2 separate regions of the Mus musculus genome follow, and region 1 is linked to region 2. Evidence: chromatin contacts called from public Hi-C data. All regions are on one chromosome and are shown on one strand. Each heading gives the region's core, a stretch centred on a gene start, on an enhancer-like site or on the middle of the called end of the contact. The rest is flanking DNA. Distances are from core to core; before and after follow the strand shown.

Region 1 (7,226 bases), core at 556-3,055, 210 kb before region 2:
TCCTTTCTCAAAAATGAGATGATGACTCCTGAGGAATGACACTTGAGATTGCTCTCTGACCAGTACACATACACACATACATACATACACACACACACACACACACACACACACACACACAGAACCTGTCCTGGTTTGCTTTATTACTATGATAAACAACACATCTAAAAGCAACATAGTGAGAAAAAAAGGGTTTAATGGAAACAAAATAAGATATGATACACTAAAGTCTTATCTTCAAGCCTGTCAAGTTGAAAGCACTCAACACCACTTTAAATTATTTTTGTTTCATTTTTTATTTTGGTTTGGGTGTGTTTATTTGTTTTGTTTTGTGTGTCTTTCAGGACAGGGTTTCTCTGTTTATACCTAGCTGTTTTGGAACTCACTCTGTAGACCAGGATGGCCTCGAACTCAAGAGATACGACTGCCTCTGGGATTAAAAGCATTTATCGCCACCACCTGGCACCACTTCAAGTTATTATGCTGTATTTATTTTCAATATTCTGGAAGTGCTATGATGATGCACGGTCAGGACATTTAGTTTTGGGGATTAAACAGAGTAAGCTAATGTCTGGGGGACGGGAGATTAAAACAAATTGGGCTTACTAGCTACACAGAATTTTGCTGGGTGGAGTTAACAATTTTAGATCCAAGAAACAGCTTCTGTCAAGACCCCATATTCAGGATTATTGGTGGTATGTTCCCAAAGAGGTGAAGAATTTGCCAGAACTGTCAATGAGAGAAATGTCTCTGTAGTCTGGGGGATGCAGCTCAGCCATAAAGAGGAGCCGCCTAAAATCCCCCCACTAGGGGTTAGAAACAGGCTCATCAGTAGAGCACTGGTTTTAGTATGTGAGGCTCTAAATTCAATCTCCAGAAATTGAGCTGAAATGCTGAATTCTACATCTTCTCTATGCTAAAGTCTTTATTTTGTCTCAAAGGAAGCAAACGGTGTCCAGGAAGATAAACCTGAAGCTATCTCTCTAGTCCGCACACTCATGAGTACACACATATAAAACTAAAGAATTGCATACATCTCTGAGAGATTTGAAGTGGAAAGACACATTTTAATTCAGATCTTTGGAAGTGAGAAGGTGCCCCTTAAGTCTGACCCACACCTCTGGTGAAAGCCTATGTAAAGTACATGGAAGAAAGAAGCTCTTGTCTGTTGCCCTCGCTCTTGCTGGCAAGTTCATCTCTTCACTGGCATTAGAGCCTACTCCTTCAGAATTCTAGCCTTATACAGAAGACCAGCTGAGATAGCCAGCCTCATGGACTGAACTACTGGATTCTTAAACTTTTCTTTGGACTTAGCCATTGTTGAACTAGCTGGACCACAGCCTGTAAACTACTCTATATACATATATGTGTCTCACACACACACACACACACACACACACACACACACACACACACCTGTTCTATTCCTGTTCCTCTAGGGAACACTGACTAATACACAGGTGAATTTCCAGTGCCACACTTGGAATTCTCCTTGCCCCATGAAGAAAGAGGCAAGAACATGGGAGACTTCCCAATTAAGTCTCAGGACCTCCCTGTGCCCATGGCCTTTTGATCACCTCACCCCACCTCAGGGCCACCCCCAACTCTATTGTCACTAGTAACGTGCCCCCTAGGAGGCTCCAATTCCAGGAACCCCTTGCATCTTTGCAACTCTTTGGAATTGCAAGCCAGCTTCAAGCCTTTCCTGGCTTCATTCTCCCCGCTCAGGCTCAGAAGTGCAACCGCACCCTCCCTCAAACTCCTCCTTCAATTCGGAGCTCAGCCTTCCCAGGCTTTCGCCTTGCTTTCTCAGGCGTGGTACTGAGAAGGGGTGACCACCGGGAACGCGGAGGAGGAGAGGTCCAGAAGTTGCCAGAGGGCGCCTGACCGACTGGGACCCGGCCAGGGATTCCTTTGTCTGCAGCCCTGCATATACTGGCCCAGCCCCTTCCTTTCTCCAGTCTCCTGGGCGCACTTTTGTAGGGTGCCGGGAAATCAAGTATTCTGCAGGAGAACAAGGGTTTCCAGGTTCTGAACCGCAAGTGAGGGCGGAGGACCACTCCGAGGGTCCAAAGAAGTTCTGTAGTTTTGTCGGCTGCAGATCGCTGCACATACACTCTCAAGGGTGTCTCCTTCCTGGAATTCCTGGTTCTCGCTCAGGCAGAGGTGGAAGCGATAGGGAGGTGGAGAAGCGCGAATCTTCCTATACAAGTTCCTTTGAGGCAAATCATTCATTAAACAAACCCTGGGGAAATAGTTTTAGGAGCTGGAGAGTGTGGGAGGGTCCAATGAGATCTCTCAGTCTCTACTCTGAGTCTCTCCCGCCCCTGCCTTATCTCCCTTTGCTCCCCACCCCCATTCCTGGAAGGTGGCGGTGAGAGCGGAAGCTGCCAGGAGCAAGGACTAGCCAGGAAGGTCATCAGATTGAATTGGAATCAGGACAGTCATCCCCTTCCCCGGCCAGTTCTATACTACCACGCTAAGTCAGCAGTTCTCAGCCTTTGGCAAATTTCCACTTCCATTATGATTCATAACAGTAGCAAAATTGCAGTTAAAACGTAGCAACAAAAATAATGTAATGGTTGCGGTCACCACAAGGAAGATTGAGAACCACTGTTCTGAGTTAACAACAGTTTAGTAACGTCTCATCAGACTTTCACTTCATCTCAAGGTCCAGTTTTCACTCTGCAATCTGTTTTTGAGACAGAGTTTTACTATATATAGCGCAGAAGGCTTTGAATCCACTATCTTTTTGCCTGCATTTCCCCAGATGATGACACGTGTACGCACTGTGTCAGGTTTATGCAGAGCTGGCTGGGGATCAAACCCAGCTTTCATGAATGCTGGGTAATCACTCTGCCAACCGAGCTACGTCCCCAGTCTCCACCCAAACTATTTTACAAAGGAAATATAACACACTATTTTTATTACATTTTAGAAATGTATTTAGTTGGGGGGGGGCAGGGAAAGCATGGCTAGAGGTCAGAGAACAATTTGTGGGAGCTGGCTCTCTTCACTGTGTGGGTCCAGGTGGATCAAACTCAAGTTCTCAAGTCCTTTACTGGGCTGAACCTTCTCACCAGTCTACGCTTTTGAAGAATCATCTCAGTCTGGAGTAGAGCAAACCTTATCTTGCCACATTCATTCTTCCTGGCCAAGGAGAGAGCCAGCCATTTTGGGAGATGGGGTGGGTGGGTAGACATTGTATCCTCTTACTAACCATGTGATAGTCTTGCTTTGCCCACAGGTGAACTAGATACAAATGTCAAAATACCCAGCTGTCTCCTTCTACTTACTCATTTAAGTGTGGGATGTGTGAGTATGTGTGCATGTGTGGTATACACATACACACATACATACACGTGGAGGCCAGAGGTCAACCTCAGGTACTGTTCCTCAGGCACTGTCTGCTTTGATTCCTGAGACCTGCAGGGTCTGACCTAAGATTCCACAAGTAGCCTCGACTGTCTCGCCAGTGAGACAGAGATCGGCCTGTCTCCTCCTCCCCAGTGCCAGGATAAAGAACATGCACCACAGGGCTATGCTGTATGTCTCGACGTCAGTTCCGAGCAATTGTCGATCGTCCAGAGAGCTTAGGTTCAATTCCCAGCACCCACGTGAAGTTCAGTCCCTAGGACCCACTAAAAAATGATAGCTCTGAGCATGAGAAGACAGAAGGATCCTGGGGCTCATTCACCAGCCAGCCTAGCCTACTTGAGGAGTTGAGTAGAGCGAGAAGTCCCATCTCAAAACAAAACAGGGCAATGGCTCCTGAGAATGACTTGTGACCTCCACATGCACATAAACATGCACATGTACACATGCGTGCACATACACAAACACACGAAAAAAATAATCATACCTCTCTCAAGAAGCTTGCCTTGGATATTATTTACCTTCCCTCCCAAGCTAGAACCAGTGTCTTTCCAGGTGGCCTCCCCACTGCTCTTTACCCTACGGGGCGCCTCCTCACCATGCAGTTCACCCGGAGCTGACTCTGCTTGCTCCCTGCATCCTCCAAAGACACATCATGACTCTGGAAGGCCCATGTTGGAGAATCTGGAGCCTTTCATACAGCCTGGGACCCTCCAGCTCAGATCCGGTTCTATCATGCATGGAAAATGGCCAAGGCCACTGGGATGGGGCCCCGGAACCTGCTCAAGTCCAGGTCATGTAAGATGAGGCGGGCCTGACATCATTTTGCAGGGATGCCTGATACCTGGGATGCTGAAAGGCACCTGGGGTATGGGCAGGGAAGGACTATCCTAGGGTGAGAAGACAGGTGGCGACATCACCCTTTTTCTCCCAAAGACCCTATATATGTGGTCCCCACTTTCATGCCTACTGCTGCCCCGGATGAAGGACAATGCCTGGCAGGAGTCAATGTATTGTTTGTGTTGAAGCATGGAAATGGAGGGTACAGAGAGGGGTGCTTGGGGGTCCACCCAGCCACTTGTCAGCAATCCCAACCTTGACCACATATGGAGTTGGAACTTAGGCTGAGGTTGCTGGGTGAGCTGCACTAGTATCCCACACTTTTGTCCTTAAACTCTAGAGTGACATGCTGCCTTTGATTCTCTCTTTTAAAAGTTTTTTTTTTTCATTTATTTTGTTGGGTGTGTGGGGCAGGCTGTGGTGTACATGTGGAGATCAGAAGGCAGATTCCAGTAATATGTTCTCTCCTTCTACCCCCTAGGTCTTGGGTATCAAAAAGTCATCCAGCTTGGAAGCAAGCACTTTACCTCCTCAATCATCTTTTACCCACCTTGCATTCGTTTCTTTTGCCATCCCACATTGCCATTCTGTCTCTCTCCTGTCCTCTTCCCTGACTCCATGCTTCTTTGGGCGCCTCACACTGTCTTTATGTCAACCTCACATCTTCTTCCCAAAATCAAGCATCTCTACTTCTAGATTCTGAATCCCATCATCAGAGACCCCACCACTCCAGCCTCTGTGCCACACAGTTCAGCTCTCTTGCCCAAATCACCTCTCCTGATGATCTAGCAAAATCTTGGAACTGTAGGTTATACCTCCTTCACAGACTAGATGGAGACTTGGAGGGTGTCCCATGTATAAGGGTGTGAATAGAAGTGTGGCTGGGGAGGACCCACTGACTCACCCTGGGGCTTCTGCCAGCCTGGCCATCATGGGCTTACGAGTGACATATAACTTGAGTCCTTCCCTTCTCTCTTCCTTCACACCTTCATCCTTTTTTGTTCTTCCTCCTACTCCTTCCTTAAATCCCACCCACCCATCTTTCCTGACACATCCTCCCAAGTGCTGAGTTGATATATGTACTCTATCACTGTACTGCTGGGTAGGAGTTAGTTGTTTTATGTGTGCATGTTGAGCATGTGGAGGCACGAGTGCCATGACTCATGTAGAAGTCAGAGGAGTTTTCTGGAGTCAGTTCTTTTCTTCCACCTTTACATAAGTTCTGAGAATTAAGGTCAAGGCATCAGGTTTATGTAGCAAGTGCTTATTCCCAATGAGCCATCTCAAAGGCCCAGGGCCCTGATCCTGATGCTGTATACTGCCTTTCCAACTGTCTGCAGGCACACCTGCGGCAATGGTTTTTGCTCCCAGCCCAATCTGTGTACCTGTGTGGATGGGACCTTGATCCCCAGCTTTGGAGTAAGTAGAAGTGAGTGGGCAGTGGCCTCTTGGGGGAGGAAGAGAAGATTCTAGGAACTTGAATGTCACTAGGAGCCTAGGTTGGTTTTGTTTTGCTGGACCTGGTCAGACCCTCATGGAACATCGTTACTTCACTGTATGTTTCTAATGATCCATAGCATCATTGGGGTGTAGCATGAGCTGTGTGACTGGGGGAAGCTGCCGAGGGAAGTCCTGTCTACACTGAAAGACCCACAGCATGAGGACTCCCCCACATTCTGACTCAGGAGAGGCAACACCCCAAATCACTCACAAGAAACGGTCTTGATGCAAACTGCAAGAGGTTTATTCAGGAAAGACCAGTGCACTGGGGACAACTTGTATCCCACGCAGGGGTAGAGGAGTCGACGATGAGCTCAAGGGGTAAGGGGTTTATGTAGACACACAAACCACAAACACCTGCCATTGGGCTATAAAGGCAAAAAACTGCAAACTCCTGACATCTTGGAACAATGGGGCTATTTTGGACACAGGTCTAGGGGCTTAAATAATGTTTTACTCTCTGTCAGGATCTTTTAATGCCAGAAAGGCTGTATAGGCACTGTGTGTGGACAACATGAGTACCTGGATTGCTGCCCTCACTTACACATTGGAATCCCAGATGGTGGGTCCCTTCATCCCTTTCCCACTCTCCATGACAATTCATCTAAGATCAAAGATCAGAGGTGACAAGCTCATTGTACAGTCTCTGTGTGAGTGGATGTGTGTGTGTGTGTGTGTGTGTGTGTGTGTGTGTTGTTTAGGGGGTAGTTTGTGCAGATGTGCAAGAATGCGTGGATATGTGCCTGTGGAGGCCAGAGATCGATGTTAGGTATTTCCACCAGTTGTTCTCCACTTTATTTTTTGAGACAGGGTCTCTCATTGAACCTGGAGCTCATCTATTCAGATAGGATACCTAGTCAGTGAGCTTTCAGAGACCCACCTGTCTCTGGCTCCCTAGCTATGAACTCACAGAGACCATTGCTTGTAGTTTTGGCATGGGTGCCAAGAATCTGAACTTAGATCCCCATGTTTACACGACAAAGCCCTTTACTGACTAAGCTTCCCCACATTATCCAGTTGGTGGGTATCTCCGGATAAAGAAAGGCTTACTTAGGTTCCAACCTCCTCTGCTTCTAGGAAACCTTCAGTCATCCTCCCCTATCTGTCCACAAACACTGTAACAGAAGTCGCTGTATCAGGCCAAACCTCTGTGCATGTGTATATGGATTCACGGGGCCTTGGTGTGAGAGAGGTACTGAGAAGAACTTGGGGAGGAAAATAGGCAGTGAACAAGAGATGGCTGGATTCTGGGCAGATAGCTGGCTCCTTTGCTACTCCCAGGGAAGTCTGAGAACAATGACTTTCTTTTGCTTATCCACTCTGCATAGCAGCTGTTACTCATTGGCAAAGAGTGAGGCACCATGGTGAGTCCTACTTTGGAAAAGCTGGTGTTGGTCTGGGAATAGGAAGAAGAAAACACTAACCTTGGGATTAATTGCCATAATAAGGGGGATCTGAAGGTCAGAGAGGTCAGGAATCATGGGGTCAAAGAGGGTTTTCTGGGGAAACGA
Region 2 (6,493 bases), core at 3,414-5,913:
ATTTATTTTAATTTTATGTGATTGGAGTGACTCCAGAGGCCAAAAGAGGGCCTGAGATGATCTGAGACAGCTGTGAACAACAGTTATGAACACAGGTCCTCTGGAAGAGCAGACAGAGCTTTTAATTGCTAGGCTATCTCCAGCCTTCCTCAGCTTGTCAGTATTCTACCACAGCAGCAGACGTGAGACAAGAACACGTCCTATGGGTTACCCAGCTCCTGGGTTGCTTCTTGGGGATGCGGTGATAGAAAGCAACTGGAGCAAACCGTGGATCATCAGGTCATTGACTCACATCATGTGTAAGGAAACAGAGTCAAAGAGGAGCGGCCCTCAGCTGAGCTTCCTAGTTGGATCAAAACTGTTTAAGGATGAGGAGTACTAGGTCTCTTGACCCTGGACTGTAACCCCTAGATGGCTCTATCCAATCTGAACCCATCCAGCACCACCACTCACAGAGGAACTTGGGCCTAGCTAATGAGTCCTATCTTTCCTGCTTATCCCAAATGGAAAAAATGGAGGCAGAGTGAATGAGGGGTATGTGGGGGTATACACTGGTCATGGTTTACAAAAGATTGAGGGTAGTGGTCTGGGGGGTGTAGCTTAGTTCATAGAGTGCTTGCCTAGCATGCTTTCAGCCCTGGTTACAATCCTCAGTATCACATAAACTGGGTATGATGGCAAATGCCTCGCTCTCGATATTCACAGGTCAGAGGATCAGGAGTTCAAGGTCACTCTTGGCTACAAAGTAGGTTTCAGGTTAAATATCTGGTCAATATAAGACTTTGTTTCAAAAATTTGTTTTCTTAGATGAGGATGGTGGCACATGCCTGTAATTTAATTACAGTAATTAGGAGGCTGAGGTAGGAGGACTGCAGATTTGAGGACAGCTTATATTATACAGAGAGACCTTGTCACAGCAAACAAACAAACGTGTTGCTTCCCAGCATTTTTGGCTAAGGTTAAAAATCAAAGAACCAAACAATAAAAAATATGTAAATGAGGAGGGGCATGTTAGCACGTGCCTGTTATCCCAGCAATGGGGAGTCAGAGGAAAGAAGAGAGAGTCAAATTCAAAGCCAGGCTAGTTTATATAGTAAGTTCCAGACTAGCCAGGGCTGTTTAGGAAGTCTGTCTAAAACAAAACAACACACCCTAACATTCTCAAACAAACAAACAAACAAACAAATAAAATGTTTGTATGTAAGTATGTTTTTTATGTTTGTGTGTGCTCATGAGCATGCGCACCATGATCCACCTGTGGAGGACATGCAGACGTCAGTCCTGTCTTTCTATCACTAGGGATCATCCTAGGGATCAAGCTTAAGTCATCAGGCTGATGGCGAGTACCTTCACTCACTGAGCCAGCTTGCTGACTCTGAAAGTTCCTGTATTTTATGATGCTTTAGCAACCTGAGGCCTTGCTAGCTTAGGAGAGATGGTCCTTCCCAGAACTAGCTAACTCATAGACAACAGGTGTGTTGCTGTCTTATCAGTACAAAATCAACAACTCCAGAACCCTTCACCTTTCCTTTATCTGAGGTTTACTAACTGAACGGCACTTTCATTCTAAAGGCCCAGGGCTGATACAGACACCATGGAGAATCTCCTTGAAGCCAGAGCAGAGGATATCACTCACATTGCCTGTTCTACTAGCCCATCATGCCTGGGTCCTGAGCCTGCTCACATACACCTGCACTGATTTAATTCTTTCTGTAGAAACCATGTCAAACGTTCTGGACCATGCCCCTCTCTGCTCTCTGACTGACATGACCATGACCTGCATTTTCCTCTTGAAACAGAAGAGTCAGCACCCTTTTCTTCCCTCTCTTTTGTATACACCTGTGTGTGTTTATTTGTGTGTATATATGCAGGCATGTGTGTATAAGCTCATGCTCCAGTGCACACACACACATGGAGGCCAGAGGTCAGCCTTTATTTATTTTAAAATACTTAGTAACTTCAAAATTATTTGTTATTTATATTTTGAGACAGTGTCTCACTTTGAGCCCTGGTTGGCCTGGAACTCACAGAAATTGGCCTGCCTTTGCCTACCATGAGTTGGGATTAAAGGTGTGTGCCACTATGCCTGGCTCCCTCCTGTTCTGTTCTGTTCTTTAGACAGGGTCTCATTTGGTAGCCCAGGTTGACCTCTAATTTGCCATATAGCTGAGGGAGACCATGTACTCCTGATCCTCCAAAGTCCACCTCCCAGCCCTAGGATGACCGACTTGTGCCACAATGCCTAGGTTTGTTGGTTTATGTTGAGACAGAATCTCATTATGTAGCCATGATTGGCTGGAACTTGTAGTCAAGGGTGGCTTTGAACAGAAATCTGCCTGCCTCGACCACCTCACAGCTGGGATTAAGGCAGGTGCCACTACCCCTGTTCCATGTTAGTTTCTGAAATGCAGTTTCTTGATAAGGCTGAAGCTCAGGCCTGTTGTGTATGGACTGAGCTAGGCTGGCTGGCTAATGAGTTCCAGGGATCTGCCTGCTACCTCTCCCAGTCCCAAGTGCTAGGGTCATAAATGCACACTACTTGTGCTGGGCTTTTACTGTTGGGTTTTGGGAGCTCCGAACTTAAGTTTCCATGATTGAGACACAAGCACTTTACAGAGGCATCTCCTCACCCTTACCCCTCCTTTTTTAACCTGGAATTTGCCAATTTGGCTAGGCTGGCTTGCCAGTGACCCCCAGGGATCTATCAGCCTGTCTCTGTGGATGGGATGAAAAGCGCACTACTGCTCTTTATGTGTGTTCTAGGGAACTCAGGCCCTTATGCTTGCACAGCAAATACTTCACCCACTGAGCCATATCCTTTGCCCCTTCTTTCCTTTTTTTCTATTGTTCTATACGGAGGGTGGAGCCCATGGCCTTGTGCATGCTGGGCAAATGCTCACCACTAAGCTACTGCCTCAGCCTCAACAAACACTTCTCTCAAAGGCAGTTGTCTATGCACCTGTCATCTTGCCTTTCCTGATGCAAACAAATAAGGGATTGGTTTTTGTTTGTTTGTTTGTTTGTTTTATTTATTTATTTATTTTTTGAGACAGGGTTTCTCTGTGTAGCCCTGGCTGTCCCAGAACTTGTTCTGTAGACCAGGGTGACCTCAAAACTAGAGATTCAACTGCTTCTGCCTCCGAGTGCTGGGATTAAAGTCGTGCATCACTGTGACCTCCCAGCATCAAACCAGGATGTTTTGAAACAGTCTAAAAGTAAAAGACCAAACTGCAGGACACTTGTAAGATGCCCTATGAGGAGACATCTGTCTGACTCTTCGAACACTCTGGGGAAATCTCTTCTCTGGAGAAATTTTTAATCTGGCCTGTGGTCTCAAGGTCTGTGACATTCTTTTCTATTCCTGGGTCCCCACAGTCACCAGATGAGAGCAGGCTGCTCATCTGCACACAGCAAGGACCACATTTGGTCTAGTGCAACCCTCAAGCTACCTTCCTTGTGAGATGGCTCACAAACCCAGGATAGAAAACTTTCTGGGAACTTCAAGCAGGGCCAAGTGCTTCAGCCTTCAGGCACATACCCCTGCCCCTGACTTCCTACAGGAGGTAGGAACAATGAGCATGAGGTTGGCAGTAATAGGACCAGCACAGCAAAGCTCCAAGGCTCAGAGAGGTGAATTCACCTGCCCGGGTCACACAGCTGGTCCTCTGTGGGACACCAGTGCTAACCACTTTGACTCATCAACTGGAGAGGACAAAACCAGGCTAATGTGTAGGTTTGTAACCCTGCCTGTCCTCCATTTCGTGTGGCAGGGCCCTTATTCTTGGCCAGCGGACTTTGGGAATGTATAGCTGGCTGGCTGGCTGAAGTAGGTGGGTATGAGCTTTTCTTTCTCCTCTCTTCTTCATCCTGGCCCTGGGTTGTACCTGGAAGTACCTGGGTCTGCTTGGAAAGATATTGAAGGACTCTAGATGCTCAAGAGTGCCTTTATCTGGAAAGCCAGGTCCTTGTCACTTAAGACCAGGTCTCATCTTTGTTTCAATCGATGTTGTTGGGTGAACAGCTAAAATCACATGAAGAGAGGTGAAGAGGCTATTGAGAGGTAAGTTTAGTTTCAGACGTTTTGTGCACTCAAGGCACTGACTTTGATGGGCTGGCAAGCTGGCTACCAGCACAACCAGAGCTCTCAGTGGATGCCCATACTGTAGTCTACATATCCTTAGCCTACATATCCATCTGGCTTGCCTGAACCCTACTCCTTAGCTCTCAACCTTCCGGGAGGCTCCTCTGTGCCCCCAGCCTTCGGGGTGTCCTCCTGCCCACCAGGTACATACTTCTATCCTAGGCCCTTTACACTGGACTCTTGGACTTAGAGGACCTAGAGTGTCTTCCCAGGCGCGACTGTCTCTTTCTTGTATGACTACATCCGGAGCACTCTGTGGAATCCACACTATTTCAGTGATTTATTGGAGGTCGCCCCATGACTTGGGGTGCTTCGGGGACATGAAGGCAAGGATCTTTGACTGTCTTGTTTACTGTTGTGTGGCCAGCTTTGAGGACATGCCAACTGGGGAATGCGCTCCCACGCGGGGCTGGCAGGTGAAGGAAAGGTCAAGTGAGCGAGGGTCATCCGAAGCCAGAGATTGTCTGCCCAGGCCAGCCTGTTCTACCCGTGCGCTAGATAGGCCCGCCCTCTAGCGGCCAGCTCTGGATTTGTAAGGGAAAGCCTCAGGGGAGCCCATCTCTGCCCCTCCCCCACGCCTCAGGCACTCACTTTGATCTCGATCTGCTCCTCCATCTCTTTACTCTTCATAGCTGCGTACTCCTTCTCCAGCCTGTGAGGACGGGGCACACGGTCAAAGTCCCGTCTCCCTGGGGTTGAGGTGGGCTTCCCATTTGAGTTCTCCACGCCCGGGCACTGACCTCTTCATCTTTTTAGGGTTGTACTTGACCTGATAAGCCTTGAGGACCAGCTTGTCTGGGCAGCTGTCAAACTGGTGGGGGATGACTCTCTGGAAGTACTGTGGAGACACAGGGAGTCATGGTCACTTGGGCCCTGACCACCAGGTCTGCCAGAGCTCTAACTGTATTCTGATTTGCCTGAGGCTTCTCTTTGTCTCAGCACTCAGGCTGTTTGTTTTTGGTTATTCAGCCAACATTTGTTGTGCAAATGAATTGACTGCAGGAGAGAGAACAGCTAGACTAGAAGGGAGGCCTGCCTTCCCAGCAGGCTTTTGGGGGAAGCGTGAGAAAACTGGGGCTGAGGCTGAGAGTGGGGATCAGCTTGGCCTGCAAAGCCTGACCTGAGTCCCATCCCTGGAACCAACAGTGGAAAGAATAAGAGAGTGGAAGTAGAGAATTGAATTGTGAGATACTGTGTGCCATGAGCCCTCCTCCTCTCTCCCTCTTCCCACCCCCACATTAACACTAATAATAAATAAAATTAAGACAATCTGGCCAGAGGACCTCCTGAAGGCAGGGCTGGGTGAATGGGGTCTGAGCATGGGGGAACCCTCCGTAGGAAGTGGGTAGACAAGCTCAGTGGACACAGGTCCTATTCCTCTGCCCAGCTGCTCCAGTCAGGCAGTCTTGGACAATGTATGGCCGTGTTCGCAAACACAACTGTGGTCTTTGTGCATTCTTTTCTGAAGCACCAGCTGGAGGATGCTGGGAGGGAATAGGGGCCTGTGTGATGGGGAAACCATGGTGAGGGGAAAGCTGGCTTTGGATCTAGCAGACTGTGCCAGGAGAAGGCGCAGGCAGGGAGGAGCAGGGTATGAGGCTACCTCAAGATGCCTGGCTCCTTCCCGTGTCCCCCAGGCTGAGAGCTGGGATGAAAACATACTGAAAACCTCCCAAATGTTTACTCTCAGGGTTTACTTTGCAGGCAAGCTTTGGGGACCTGCAACAAGTGGGTAGGAAAGAGTGAGTAGGACTTCCCCAAATCAGTTGAGTGTTGGCCTTCTCTTCTCCCCAGTACTAGGTTGCTGGCTCTGGGTTGTATCTGACAGAGCCTGGGGTTCCTCAGGGGCCTCAAGGGACGGAAGAAAGGATCCCAGATGCTCAGGAGTGACTTCTATTGGGAAGCCAGCCCCTCCCTTGTCACTTAGAATCTTTGTTTGTTTTTTGTTTTGGTTTGCTTTTTTTCAAGACTGAAACAAACTCAGAGATCTGCGTACCTTTGCTTCTCAGGTGCTGGAATTAAAGGTATGCACCATCACTGCTAGACCTATTGCTTAGAATCTTGTATAGCTCAGGTTAGCCTTAAACTTCTGATTCACCTGCCTTCACCTCCTGAGTGTTGGGACTAAAGACATACATCATTATGCCTGCTTATATAATGCTGTAAAATGGAACCCAGGGCTTTGTGCATGCTAGGCAAGCACTCTACCAACTAGCCATGGGATTTCCAGTGCCTGTCACCTCCAGGAGAGACAGTTTCATCTTCCCAGCCATCCTGACCCACCTGGGACATGCCCTCCATGTCCAGTTGCATCAACTCTGTCTGGTTCACTTGCAGCAGGGCAAGGCCTAC

The links. A called contact is a pair of places that touch in the nucleus more often than the background predicts.
Region 1: a contact with region 2 is called in a Hi-C map of Sertoli cells, with 4 times the contacts expected there. The contact joins two enhancer-like sites. A contact is called at or near these places in 2 of 484 Hi-C or Micro-C datasets (Sertoli cells and nephron progenitors), 2 of 115 datasets of contacts at active chromatin or transcription factors (both in embryonic stem cells) and 4 of 9 other capture datasets (adipose tissue, embryonic stem cells, liver and 1 more).

The regions. Positions count from the first base shown.
Region 1 is chr8:4,399,725-4,406,950 of GRCm38.p6, reverse strand. No RefSeq gene overlaps it. Among named protein-coding and RNA genes, the nearest start is that of Ccl25, 54 kb to the right of the region's middle. Within about 2 kb of position 1,805, at least 81 of the 459 cell types and tissues checked have an H3K27ac peak or open chromatin away from gene starts, as enhancers often do. A contact at or near this core is called in Sertoli cells, where this site is marked.
Region 2 is chr8:4,191,606-4,198,098 of GRCm38.p6, reverse strand. It overlaps Evi5l (ecotropic viral integration site 5 like), which reads right to left. Exons shown (of 20, transcript NM_001346730.2): 8 at 6,425-6,493; 9 at 4,882-4,979; 10 at 4,733-4,793. Among named protein-coding and RNA genes, the nearest start is that of 4932443L11Rik, 13 kb to the right of the region's middle. Within about 2 kb of position 4,663, at least 80 of the 459 cell types and tissues checked have an H3K27ac peak or open chromatin away from gene starts, as enhancers often do. A contact at or near this core is called in Sertoli cells, where this site is marked.